Linked DNA regions of Mus musculus: region 1 is linked to region 2. Evidence: chromatin contacts called from public promoter capture Hi-C data. All regions are on one chromosome and are shown on one strand. The core of a region is the stretch at or near the end of the contact, and the rest is flanking DNA. Distances in the headings are between cores, read along the strand shown.

Region 1 (5,855 bases), core at 2,401-4,900, 4.0 Mb before region 2:
CTTTCTTTTTCCCTTCCTTCCCTCCCTCCCTCTTTCCTTCCTTCCTTCGTGACCCTGGCTGTCCTGGAACTCCCTATGACCTTTTTAGTGGAGAGCCACCTGCCTCTGCCTCTTGATTGCTAAGATTAAACCTTTCACCACTATACCAGGGCTATCACTGGGCCTATCAAATTCTTGATCTCAAAGACCATAAAAGAAAAGAGTCTTTCCAAGACTCATTTAAAAATGAACTCCTTGGCCGAATGTGGGAGCCATGTTCCCAGCCCCTCTGGCTTCTAACCATCACACAGAAACTCGGGCTCACCACGGAAAGTCACTCGAGTTTACCTGCTACTTTATACAGCCCAGGCTGTGCTTTCCGGCAGCTCTGCTGCCCTCAGCCAGCCAGGCAGGCAGAGAGGAGGAAGACGACCCTTACCTGGTTCATGCCAGCGTTGGCGAAGAGCAGAGTGGGGTCATCCAGAGGGATGGTGGCGGAAGAGTGGACATAGGTGTGCTCATTTCGTCTGAAGAAATTTATAAACCGCTCTCGGATCTCTCGTGCTGTTAAAGTGGCATCCATTTCGGAAAGTCTCCTCGGGAACTAAAAGGAAGAAGGAATGACGACGGCAAGTTAGGGAAATAAAAGTAAAAGTGGGGATTACACAAGACTCGTGTCGTCTCAAGCCAAGTCAAATAGGTTAGCTGTTTCTTTGATCCTAAAACTTTCCTGTTGCAATGTCCCAGGTTACAGTCACCCTCACTGGGAAATCTTTGCTGCCTCAGCAGACTGGCCCCGGCTGTCTTCCCCCTGTTGACCCGTCAAGCAAAGCAAGGCTCTTCTTCATGGTTTCATTCATTAACCAAATACGCACTGAGTACCTACGGCTAGGAATCGGCAAGGGTCACCTCAACAAAAGGGGAGTCTGTACCCACTGGCCTCTGAGGAGCTTCCAAGCTCTTTGTTAACCTACAGGCTGAGGCTTGTCCAAAGTTCCATATCCCCAAAGGCACAGGTGCCAGGTTTGGGCTGACACTTGTGTCAGTGGCTATGAACCCAGGGATAAGCCCATCTGTGCCATGGACCACCCTAAAGTATCAAGAATGCATCAACCTCTACGTAGCCTAAACCTTCAGAGCCCTAGCTGGGAAAGAGCCGGGTTCTAGCCATGATATTACGAAGAACTGGGGCTATCTGTATACAGCATCATTTCGAAATGAGTATGCTATTGGAAGAACGAGTCCGGGGACTCAGAAGAGGCAGAGGTTGAGAAAAGACAACTTTATAGCGTCAAAACGTTTTTATGTGCACCCTCAGGTCCCTGAAAGGCAGGGAGTGTGTAAGGTGGGGATGACAGGTTTTGGTTGGAGTGCACCAATCGGCGTCTAGTGCTGTAGTGCTCTGCAGTGCTGGGTGTCCTGACAAATGAGAACTGTCTCATTTTTGACATCATCTAAACATCTCTAGAATTCTAGAGCCAGCTCTAAACTTAACTGCACCACTTTAGCTTGAGTTTAGTGTCTGTGTGGAACAGGACCTTGTGAGCATCAAAAAAAAGTTATTGAACTGGACACTATTTTACGCCCATTAGCACAGAGTTTTTAAACACACCCGCAAAGCACATGACATCCTGACTCAGCCAACCACAACTCCAAATGATCTACTTACAACTTAGTCTATCACTCTGACAGAAGCCCCAAAGGGGCAAAAAGATGGTGACACAGGCTGAGTGTGTGTGGAGGGGTGGGGTGGGGGGTGGGGATGGACTTGCATTCCCACAGGATCTTGCTAGTCACCATAAGGAGTCAAGGTTTTCAGAAATCTTGTCACACCGCCTTCTCTTTTCAGCCCTCCTTAACAATGGCTACAGTTCGACTTTACCTTTAGAGTCATTGTTGCTGAAGAAAACAACCTGCTTCTCTCCACAGACAAGCTGAGGGAACATTACTTTCTAGAGCACACTTGAACCTCCCACCTTTGCCTAAGTAATGAATGAGGACTGTGTGCTAAGAGCCAGTGGAGAACCAGTGCCCCCATAGGGTGGCCACTACATACAGACTACACCAGAGTTGTATACTGGGATCTAACATGTCCATTACCCTATGAAGACTGAAGGCTGTTGAAAGCTGTGTCCCCACTCTGACCATCCCAGAGCTCGGGAGGCTGAGGAAGGAAAATGGAGGGTTGGAGGTTTCCAGGTCAGAGACCCAGCCCCCAATAAATAAATAAATAAATGAATAAATAAATAAAGTTTCCAACATTAAAACTTGTTCTTTCCTCAATATACATAACACGTCTGTAGCAGAGGCAGGTCCGAAAACAGTACATCCCAGCAGGGGCTTAAAAGGCCTTCAGAACTTTTATTTATTTGTTTGTATTTGCAAGCTTGGGGCCAGACCCAGGGCCTTGAATTACAAGGTGACTTCAGCCACAGGACCTTGTAACATATTTCCATTTACAAGCTAGCCGTTCTGCCTGGCCTCTCCTTTCCCTTCTTCCTAATGAGGTCGTTTTGATCAATCACAAAGAAACATACTTAAGCAAACCTTTCCTTTCTTCACCAGGTCTCTCCTCTTTATACTGTCTCCTAGCCTCAAATGATTTATTTGGTGTGACTATTTAATGCTCACCTCCCAATCACAGTCTATGTTACATCTCAGTAGGAATCCTGGCTGGCTTCACTTCACCGTTACAGTGTATTTTCAGTATCTAGTAAAGTGGTCGTCACCCATGCTCATGATTAATTATACTAATCTGTAAATAGCATGCTCTGCACTAACATACTCCAAAGCACACCAGGAAACTTAGACTGTTTGAAAAAATTGCTGAATATATTTGTTCGGGTGAACCTGAAGGTATCAACTATTCTGTTTTTAAGAATCGAATCGGGCCGAGGGTCGTAGCACACGCCTTTGGTCCCACCACTCTTGAAGATCTCTGTGAGTCGAGACCAGCCTGGTCTACATAGTGAAACCCTGTCTCAAAACAGCAACAGAAAGAAGCGAGTCTGGAGTGCTGGCTCACGCCTGTAATTCCAGCACTTGAAATGCTGAGGCAGGAGAACTGCCGCGAGTTCAAGGCCAGCCCGGGTTACAGAGTTGAGTTCAGGCCAGTCTGGGGTAAGGTGTGAGAACCTAATAAAGAATGAATGAAGATGCCTCTTAGAGAGACTCCATTTATCTTAGTCACCCTGCTCTTCAGGCCTGGTTCCCTAACCCCCTAAGAGATTAAAATTAGAGGAGACAAACCCTTAGCTCTGGGTGGCGACTGAAGAGCAACCGCGATCTTCCCAAGGTCTTGGTCCTCTGCAAGTCCACCAGAAACCACACCACTCTCAGTGCTCCGAGGGAATAGCAAAAGCTACTCTCGAGATCCGGCTCCTGCGGAGACCGGGTCCTGACCCAGGCCAGGGGCGGGACCGCCCGGCAGCCCGCTGCAGCTGCCCCTCCCCCTCCAAGCGCCGGCTCTTCTCGTAGAGCTCTCGGGGCTCACTTGCTTTTTTTCCCGAGGGTCCGGGTCCCCAGGTCCTTCCTTGCCCGGAGCCCACCGCCACTCGCCGGCAGTTACCTGCTCCCTCAGATGCGCACAAGAAGCTATACTCACCCGCCACAACCGGTGCCAGAGCCGTACCTCACCATCCAATCAGAGCGCTCTGATGAAAAGTGACCCGCTACGCCTTGTCATCCTCTGATATGATTGGTCCACTGGCATGCCAATCATTCGGAGCGCGAATGAGCTAACAAGCCGGTTTCTGGGAAGGCTCCTGGGCTCGGCTGATGCAATGCTCAAGAAAGCTAGGACATGGAGTGTCACGTGACAGGGTTGACTATTGGCTTCAGGAGGCAGACATTTTGGGTTCTATTGGCAAAGCCCTAATAGTTGACAGTTAACAAGAGGAATGAAAACATGAATTTGGTGGCGATCACAGATTTTGGCATAGAACTGTTTAACTGCAAAGTGATACACGTACCTCAAAGGTTCGTTTTTCGGCCTTTTGAAACGGAGCAAGGTGGTCTTGAAATCAGGGGATTTGCCAGTCTTGCAGGTGTGCACCAATCAAATGTTCTTATTGTTATCGCGTATAGATCGGCATGCCTTCTTTAACGGTACCCTGGACTGAAATAAGTGCTTCAACCACGCCGAAGCGCTTTGGCACTGACTGATACGTCCGGTTCTCTCTTTGAGACAGGGTCTGGATAAATTGTCCAGGTTGGCCTTGAATTTTTCACTCTTGTCTTAGCCTCCGGAGTAGGAGGCAGTACAGTCCTGTGACATTAGGCATAGCTTTATATTTGTCCTTCAGGTCCCAATAAGAAGAAATTCGGGTCTTGATTTTGAAGAGGAAGAAATGACGTAACCCAAGTTAAAGGACATCTGTCCCTCTGTTTGCTTTAGAAAACAAGTCAACATTCTTAGGAAACGCCTACAACGGTGACGCACATCCATAGTCCCAGCACTTGAGAGCCAAGAGGATCAGAGCTTAAGGCTACCCTTGGGCCTTGGGCACAGTCTCAAAATAACACACACAAAACCTAAAATCTATAGGTAAGGCATCACACTAAAAAGTTCACACACCGTTTAATTTTTAAACTGTATTATCAGGTCTGCTAGTACCACTTTTTCACAGATGAGGAAACCCCAAATTACACGAAAACTTTTTCATGATGTACAGCTTTACAGAACAAAGAGAGTCATAAGTCAAGGTAATTTTAAAATATAGTGATGGTTATATCTGAAAGGCGACTATAGCAAGATGGAAAGCTTTTCTATAGACCCAAGATGTTATCTGATGGCATCTTTAGCTTTTTGGATGGTGGAAGCCAGTGGTCTGGTAAGTTAATAGATTCCAAATGGTTTCTATCTGTTAGTACAAGACTTTATTAGTTCAAACACAGAAATGGACAAAGAATGGTTGTTTTCAGAAGGCCAGAACTAGTCCAAGACAAATTCAATTAGCCTGTGAGCTTACGACATTCCTGTCTTCACAGTACTGACCTCAGATCTAATCAGTCAATTAGTATCCACAGACATAGTATAGTCTCTTTCCAGTTTTTGTTCACAGCTATATACCAAGACCTTGTCTTTTTATTTTTATTTTTTCCTCTGTTTTTACATAGTCCCTGGCTATCAAATAACTCAACAAATAAACCAGGATGGCCTTGAACTCACAAAGATTTGCCTGCCTCTGCCTCCCAAGTGCTAGGTTAAAGGCCCTTGCAACAGGATCAGCTTTTCTTTTTTCTTTTCTTTTCTTTTCTTTTTCTGTCTGTCTGTCTGTCTGTTTGTTTTTCGAGACAGGGTTTTTCTTGTATAGCCCTGGCTGTCCTGGAGCTCACTCTGTAGACCAGGCTGGCCTCGAATTCAGAAATCCGCCTGCCTCTCCCTCCCGAGTGCTGGGATTAAAGGCGTGCGTCACCACGCCCAGTTTGCCCAGGGTGTCATAAAGAGATGAGCAGAGGGCTAGAGAGATGGCTCAGTGGTTAAGAGCACTGGATGTGTGCCACCACCGCCCGGCAGGATCAGTATTTCTTAAAATGTAGACACTACTCCTGTGAAGGAATTTCTATTCATAGGTCAATTCAACAACAAATGACAACTTGAAACTTCAAGTGACCTGGAGAAGGCATCTATGGGTCTTTGGAGAGAACATGCTCAGTGCGCATGCGTAAGCAAGAGCCGTTCAGTGCCCCTCTTATGATTGGCTGGGAGGAGCCAACTTCAAAGGCTCAGCCAATGGAGCTTCGGCTTGGTTTGGATTGTGAGTGGCCGTTGGGGAAGCCTAACCGCCATGTTGCGCCGCGATGGCCGGAGCTGCTGGCCGGGTCGAGGTCGAGCCCGAGCCCGAGCCCAAGCCCAAGCTCGGAATCCACTTTCC
Region 2 (5,978 bases), core at 1,368-3,867:
ATCTTTCTCTGATTTGTCACTTTGTCTGCCTCTAATCAATTAGACATCACTTCCAAACATGGGTGCTTCCTTCTATAAACTAACTTGACCTTCATTGTTTGCGATTAAAGGTGCGGACTGAGGGCATGTTTGTATTCCAGCCAGAGTAGCCATGTTGCTGGGTTAAAATCCCTTGCATACACACACACACACACACACACACACACACATATATACACACACACATATATGTATGTATGTATACACATACACATACATACACATATATCAATTACTGTCTATGAGCTAGGAATACAGGTGCAGTGTCTGGGTTCTGTGCTCAGGGTCTCACAAGCTGTATTCAAGGTGTCACCTGTTCCCTTAGAGGCTCATTCCAGTTGTCAGGTGCCATTCTGTGCCATTGGAAAATTGCAGAACTGAGGCCCTCAGCTCCTAGAGGCCATCTGCCACAGGCAGCTCACAACATGGCTTTTCTTCCTCAAGGCCAGCAGGAGAGCATCTCTCCTGAATTATTTCATCACACCCCATCTACCAGAACACAAAGCATTGAGTCATAAATCCACCAGTCAAATCACACAATTGTGTCTACTGACCACAGTGCTGAATTTCAACAAGATAGCAATGAAATGCATTGTTTGAAATGAATTTTCTTTTTCCTTTTTCTTTTACCTTTTTTTTGTTTTTCAAGACAGGATTTGTGTGTCTTGGTTGTATCCCCAGTTGTCCTGGAACTTGGACTATAGACCAGGCTGGCCTGGAGCTCACAAAGCTCTGCCTGTCTCTGCCCCTAAGCACTGGGCTTAAAGGAGCCCCTGCCACCCCTGTTGTGAATGAACTTTCTCTATGCTGCAAGTTTGTGCTTGTCCACATAGTCAGCAGCGTAGACTGCCTCTGTGGTTGATTTTGACATTGTCCTGTAGGTAACCAAAACAATTCTGGCATTCCATCGAGCCGAAGAGGCTGTGTTCAGCAGTGGGGAGCATGAGATCTTTGTCCAGTTCTGCACTGCCTTCCTGGAAGACCTTGTTCCTTATTTGAACCGCTGTCTTCAAGTCCTTTTCCCACCAGCTCAGATAGCCCAGACTTTAGGTAAGAAAAAGGAAAGTTGTGTTTTTTTTTTTGTTTTTTTTTTGAGACAGGGTTTCTCTGTGTAGCCCTGGCTGTCCTGGAACTCACTTTGTAGACCAGGCTGGCCTTGAACTCAGAAATCTGCCTGCCTCTGCCTCCCAAGAGCTAGGATAAAAGGAAAGATTTTTTAAAAAATTTGTTTGTTTGTTTGGTTGGTTTTTTGATATGGGATTTCTCTTCAGGGGTTCCTCTGTGAAACTCTGGCTGTCCTGGAACTCTGTAAATCTCCTGAGTGCTGGGATTAAAGGTGTTCTTCACCACAGCCTGGCTTTTATCATTGTTGTTTTCGTTTTGTCTTTTTAAAGATTTTATGTGAGTGCTCTATCTGAATGCACACCTGCGTGTATGTCAGAAGAGGGCGTCAGATCCCATTACAGATGGTTGTGAGCCACGTTGTTGGGGATTGAACTCAGGACCTCTGGAAGAGTACTTAACCACTGAGCCATGTCTGTAGCCCTTGTTTTTGGTTTGACACTAGACAGGATCTCAGTATATAGCACTGGCTACCCTGGAACTAACTTGGTATACCCAACTGGCCTTGAACTCAGAGATCCTCCTGCCTCTGCCTCCCAAATAGCTGGGATCTGTGCCTGGACTCCAGTATTTACTGAGTGTCTCCTGGCTCAGGCTCCATCCACCCTTACAATGGGGCTCCAATATAACTAACTGTCCTTTTGTATTACAGAGATGCCCTTAGCCTGGCACAACTTTAATACCAGCATTTGGGAGGCAGAGGCAGGACGATCTCTGTGAGATAAGAGACCAGCCTGGTCTATAGAGTTCCAGCATAGCCAGGTCTCAAAAAAACAAAAAACCCAAAAAGATGTTCTTGTTGTATTGAAATATGTAATTGTGTTAAATCTTTTCTCTGAGTGTCCCCTCCCCTGCCCCACACCATCCCTGAGATCTCTGCATTGAATTTAATAACTTTTTTTTTCTTTTTCATTTCTTTTTCCCTACCATCTGGGTCAGGCATTTCACCCACCCAGCTCTCTAAGCACGGAAACCTTGGACACGTGAACATCAGCGCCATCCAGGAACCTCTCGCCTTTATTTTGCCTAAGAGAGAAACAGTTTTCTGTTTAGATGAGCAGGAGCTGGGGCCGGACCTCGTGGCCCCAGCTCCAGAGCTCCCTGCGGAGCAGCGGAGCATGGAGCCTGTAACAGAGAAGAGGGAACCAGGGGAGCCGCTGCCTCAGGAGCCCATGGAGGGGGAGCCGCTGCCAGCCGAGCCACCGAGTGAGGGAGGAGCCATAGGCAGTGTCCCCTGCCCGCAGCCTGGGGAGCAGCCCTGAGGGTACGCGCTTCTGCAGCGGGAAGGTGTGTGCAGTTGCTTTGCCCAGGATAGCGCGGGCCCTGTGGTATTTGCAGCTTTAATAAAACCGACAACTGTCGCCACTCGCCTGCTGTTCCCGACGATGGGCGTCCGGAAGTTACACGGGAACTACGCTTCCCGGCGTCTTTGGCGCTAGCGGAAGGAAGGGCCGCGGCGTCTCCCCGCGCCATGTTGCTGCTGGGCAGGCTGCCGCGGCCGGCGTGGGTTCCGGGGAGCCGGGCGCAGAGGTGCAGCTCCTTGGCCGCCTTGGAGGGCCCGGCGCGCACGCGCTCCTACTGGCGGTACCTCAGGCGCCTTGTATGTGGCGCGCCGCAGCCGCCATACGCGCACGTGTGCCAGGTCGGGGACCCGGTGCTGCGCGTCGTGGCGGCCCCGGTGGAACCCGAGCAGCTAGCGGGGCCGGAGCTGCAGCGGCTGGTGGGGCGGATGGTGCAGGTAATGCGACGGCGTGGCTGTGTGGGCCTTAGTGCGCCGCAGCTCGGGGTGCCGCTGCAAGTGTTGGCGCTCGAGTTCCCGGACAAGCTCCTCCGAGCCTTCTCACCGCGCCTGCGCGAACTGCGTCAGATGGAACCCTTCCCACTTCGGGTGCTGGTGAACCCCAGTCTGAGAGTGTTGGACAGCCGCTTGGTCACCTTCCCCGAGGGCTGCGAGAGTGTCGCCGGCTTTCTGGCGTGTGTGCCTCGCTTCCAAGCCGTGCAGATCTCAGGTGCAGGGGACGTGGGCAGCGGGGTGGTCTTGCTCTCTCTGGCTAGAGACAGTGCAGACACAGCGGCACTCGGGAGCCAACTGAACTCCTGAAGAGCAGGTCAGGCCCGCCTAGATGGGTTGCAGGGTGATTCCTTAGATATGGAGCCTGTCTTTCCCCTTTCTCATGAGTAGGTATATAGATTCCCATGTAAGTGTGTCTGTATTGCACACACGATTTTCCCAGTTTATCGTGGTGGGGCTTGTGTAAGAAAGTGGGACCCAGATTTACCCAGACTAGGGCAACAAACCATTCCATGCTTCACATTCACATTGTTTTATGTAATATGGTTATTTGCTACAGTGCCAAGCTGAAATACCTTTCTTTTGGGGGGGGGGGGTCGAGACAGGGTTTCTCTGTATAGCCCTGGCTGTCCTGGAACTCACTTTGTAGACCTCGAACTCAGAAATCCGCCTGCCTCTACCTCCTGAGTGCTGGGATTAAAAGGTGTGTGCCACCATGCCTGGCATGAAATACCTTTGATAAACAGCCCTTGAAAAGAGTTTTGATTTCTTATCCTTGCCCTGTAGTAGTGCTGGGAATCACGCTGAGTAAAAAGTCGGCACTGGACAAAATTGGGGTACCCTTTCTAGGAGGGATAAGAGCTGTTATCCACATTCACTCTTGGATGCTGCCTCTGTAGATAGGATATAAATAGGCATGGCCAGGGCAGGAAACAAAGTAGGGACAGGAGGTTGGGCATGAGTTCAGCAAAGCCTCACCTCATCGAGCCTGTAACTTCCTTTGCAGGACTGGACCCAAAAGGAGAGCCAGTGGTGTGGTCGGCAAGTGGTTGGACAGCTCGAATCATCCAGCATGAGATGGATCACTTGCAGGGCTGCTTGTTCATCGACAAAATGGACAGTGGGACATTTACCAATCTCCACTGGATGGAGGTGAATGACTAACACTCTCCTTGAATTGAGGATCTGGAAATCCAGCATGCAGACTAAGATGGTCACATCTGTGCTTCAGCTTGGAATTGGTTCCAGTCCGACAGTAGACAGTGTGTGCTGGTCTGAGATGAAGATGATAGAAATGCTTGCCCTGAAATCAGATCTGACAGAATACGATTACAGCAGGACTACAAATGTACCATTAAAGGAGTGGCTATTTCCTGACAATTTCCCATGGAGAGGAGTGGGCAGGCAAACATCCTCTGTACAAATGAGACACATTCTAACCCCACAGCCTACAATTGATTGATAAGGTAATCCAGATATCCAAAAGATTTGTTTTTTGAAACAGGGTTTCTCTGTGTAGCCTTGGCTGTCGTGGAACTCACTCTGTAGACAAGCTGGCCTCAAACTTAAGAGATATACCTGCCTCTGTACTCCTGAGCTTTGGGACTGAAGGTGTATCACACTACTGCTGGACTTGAAAGTTGTCTTAAAATGCAGTCTTAAAAGTCTGAGTGTGGTGGCACACCTTTAATTCCAGCACTCTGTTGGCAATCGTAGGCTAATGTTTAAGGCCATCAAAGGAACATAGTAAGATTCTCTTAAAAGAAAAAAAAAGCTCAAGTCTGGGGTGATAGCTAGGCAGTTAGGTTAAAGAGTGCTTGCTTTTTTTGCACAACACTAGAGTTCAGTTCTGAGCATTTACATCAATCAACTCACTACATCTATACCTCCAGCTCCAGGGAATTAAGTGCCGCCTCCTGGCCTCTGCAGGTATTGTTTTGTGTATAAACTTACACAGAAACATAATTGAAATAAAATCTAAAGAACAAAGCTTCTACTGGTAGCCACTTTGAATCAGAGCAAAGCAGACAGTGAAAGGCCGACATAATCTTGGCTATAGATACAGTTCTTTCCTTTGCAACTTACAGCTGGAGCATATGTAGCTCTGGGAGAACAGTACTTAAAGTGGAGGGACCTGGGTTTGATTCCTAACATCAAGAAGTAAAATACAGAATAATACCAGCTATTGGAGGACTGTGAGGTCTGTGTCACACAGCATTTCCAGAGCTACCTTATCTGGGGACCTTCTAAACTGGGTGGCATCTATTCAGTAGCAGATACTAGGTTATCTCATGGGAACATAGACCTAACATTACCATTCCTACAATTCCAGCCATTCGGAGCTGGAAGCAAGAGCATCAGAAGTTTAGGACCTGCCTGAGCCTTAGGGTTTGCAGGCCTTATGAGCACCGCTGCTTCCTGCCCTGCTAAGGAAAGCAGAGAGCAGTCCAGAGGGTCTTACCAGAAGTAAGCTTTACTCTCAACTCCATACTAGAATCAAAAATGAGACGACTCCAGTAGCTCAATAAGGGAAAAGGGTTTATTAGACATCTCCAGGACAGGACCAGCAGAGGCTGGGCTCAGTTCTCAGGTGAAGGCAGCGATAAAGACCTGCCTGTTTGCCGTCTCTCCTGATGGAAACGGCATCGTGTTCACAGAAGCTGTCAGCTCCTGCAAGGAGGACCTGAAGCTCCAGATGCAAGCTTAGGAGAGTGGGATGGCTTTTCCTACTTTACCACAGTCAGCTCACAAGTAGCCAAAGTTAAGAGGCAAGGAGTGAAAGCAGGGGCCTGGCAGCTCCCACTCCTTAACATTTCCAGATGACTTTTCTCTTTATTTATAAACAAGACAGAAATCAAAGCGGCATTAATTTAGGGGAACAAAAGTTAGACAAAAACAGATCAGGGCAAGGAGTGTGAGCATCCAGTAGTGAAGTATGCAGAGCCAGTCTCAAGTGTCCTACATGGTGAAGCATCTCTGCAGCTGGGGAGGCCCCTTCTTCATCCTACTAGGTTGACAGCCAGGC

What was found. Promoter capture Hi-C pulls out the DNA fragments that hold promoters and counts their contacts.
Region 1: a contact with region 2 is called in a promoter capture Hi-C map of pre-B cells, with 3 times the contacts expected there. The contact joins the promoter of Aars here to the promoter of Pdf in region 2. A contact is called at or near these places in 1 of 39 promoter capture datasets (pre-B cells) and 1 of 484 Hi-C or Micro-C datasets (B cells).

The regions. Positions count from the first base shown.
Region 1 is chr8:111,031,637-111,037,491 of GRCm38.p6, reverse strand. It overlaps Aars (alanyl-tRNA synthetase), which reads right to left and starts at 3,650. Exons shown (of 21, transcript NM_146217.4): 1 at 3,229-3,650; 2 at 419-583. The coding sequence starts at 562. It also overlaps a transcript of Ddx19b not described here.
Region 2 is chr8:107,045,253-107,051,230 of GRCm38.p6, reverse strand. It overlaps Pdf (peptide deformylase (mitochondrial)), which reads left to right and starts at 2,617. Exons shown (of 2, transcript NM_026513.2): 1 at 2,617-3,170; 2 at 3,960-4,942. The coding sequence starts at 2,633. The coding sequence ends at 4,117. It overlaps Cog8 (component of oligomeric golgi complex 8), which reads left to right. Exons shown (of 5, transcript NM_139229.4): 4 at 921-1,089; 5 at 2,101-2,522. The coding sequence ends at 2,423. It overlaps Vps4a (vacuolar protein sorting 4A), which reads right to left. Exons shown (of 11, transcript NM_126165.2): 11 at 5,471-5,978.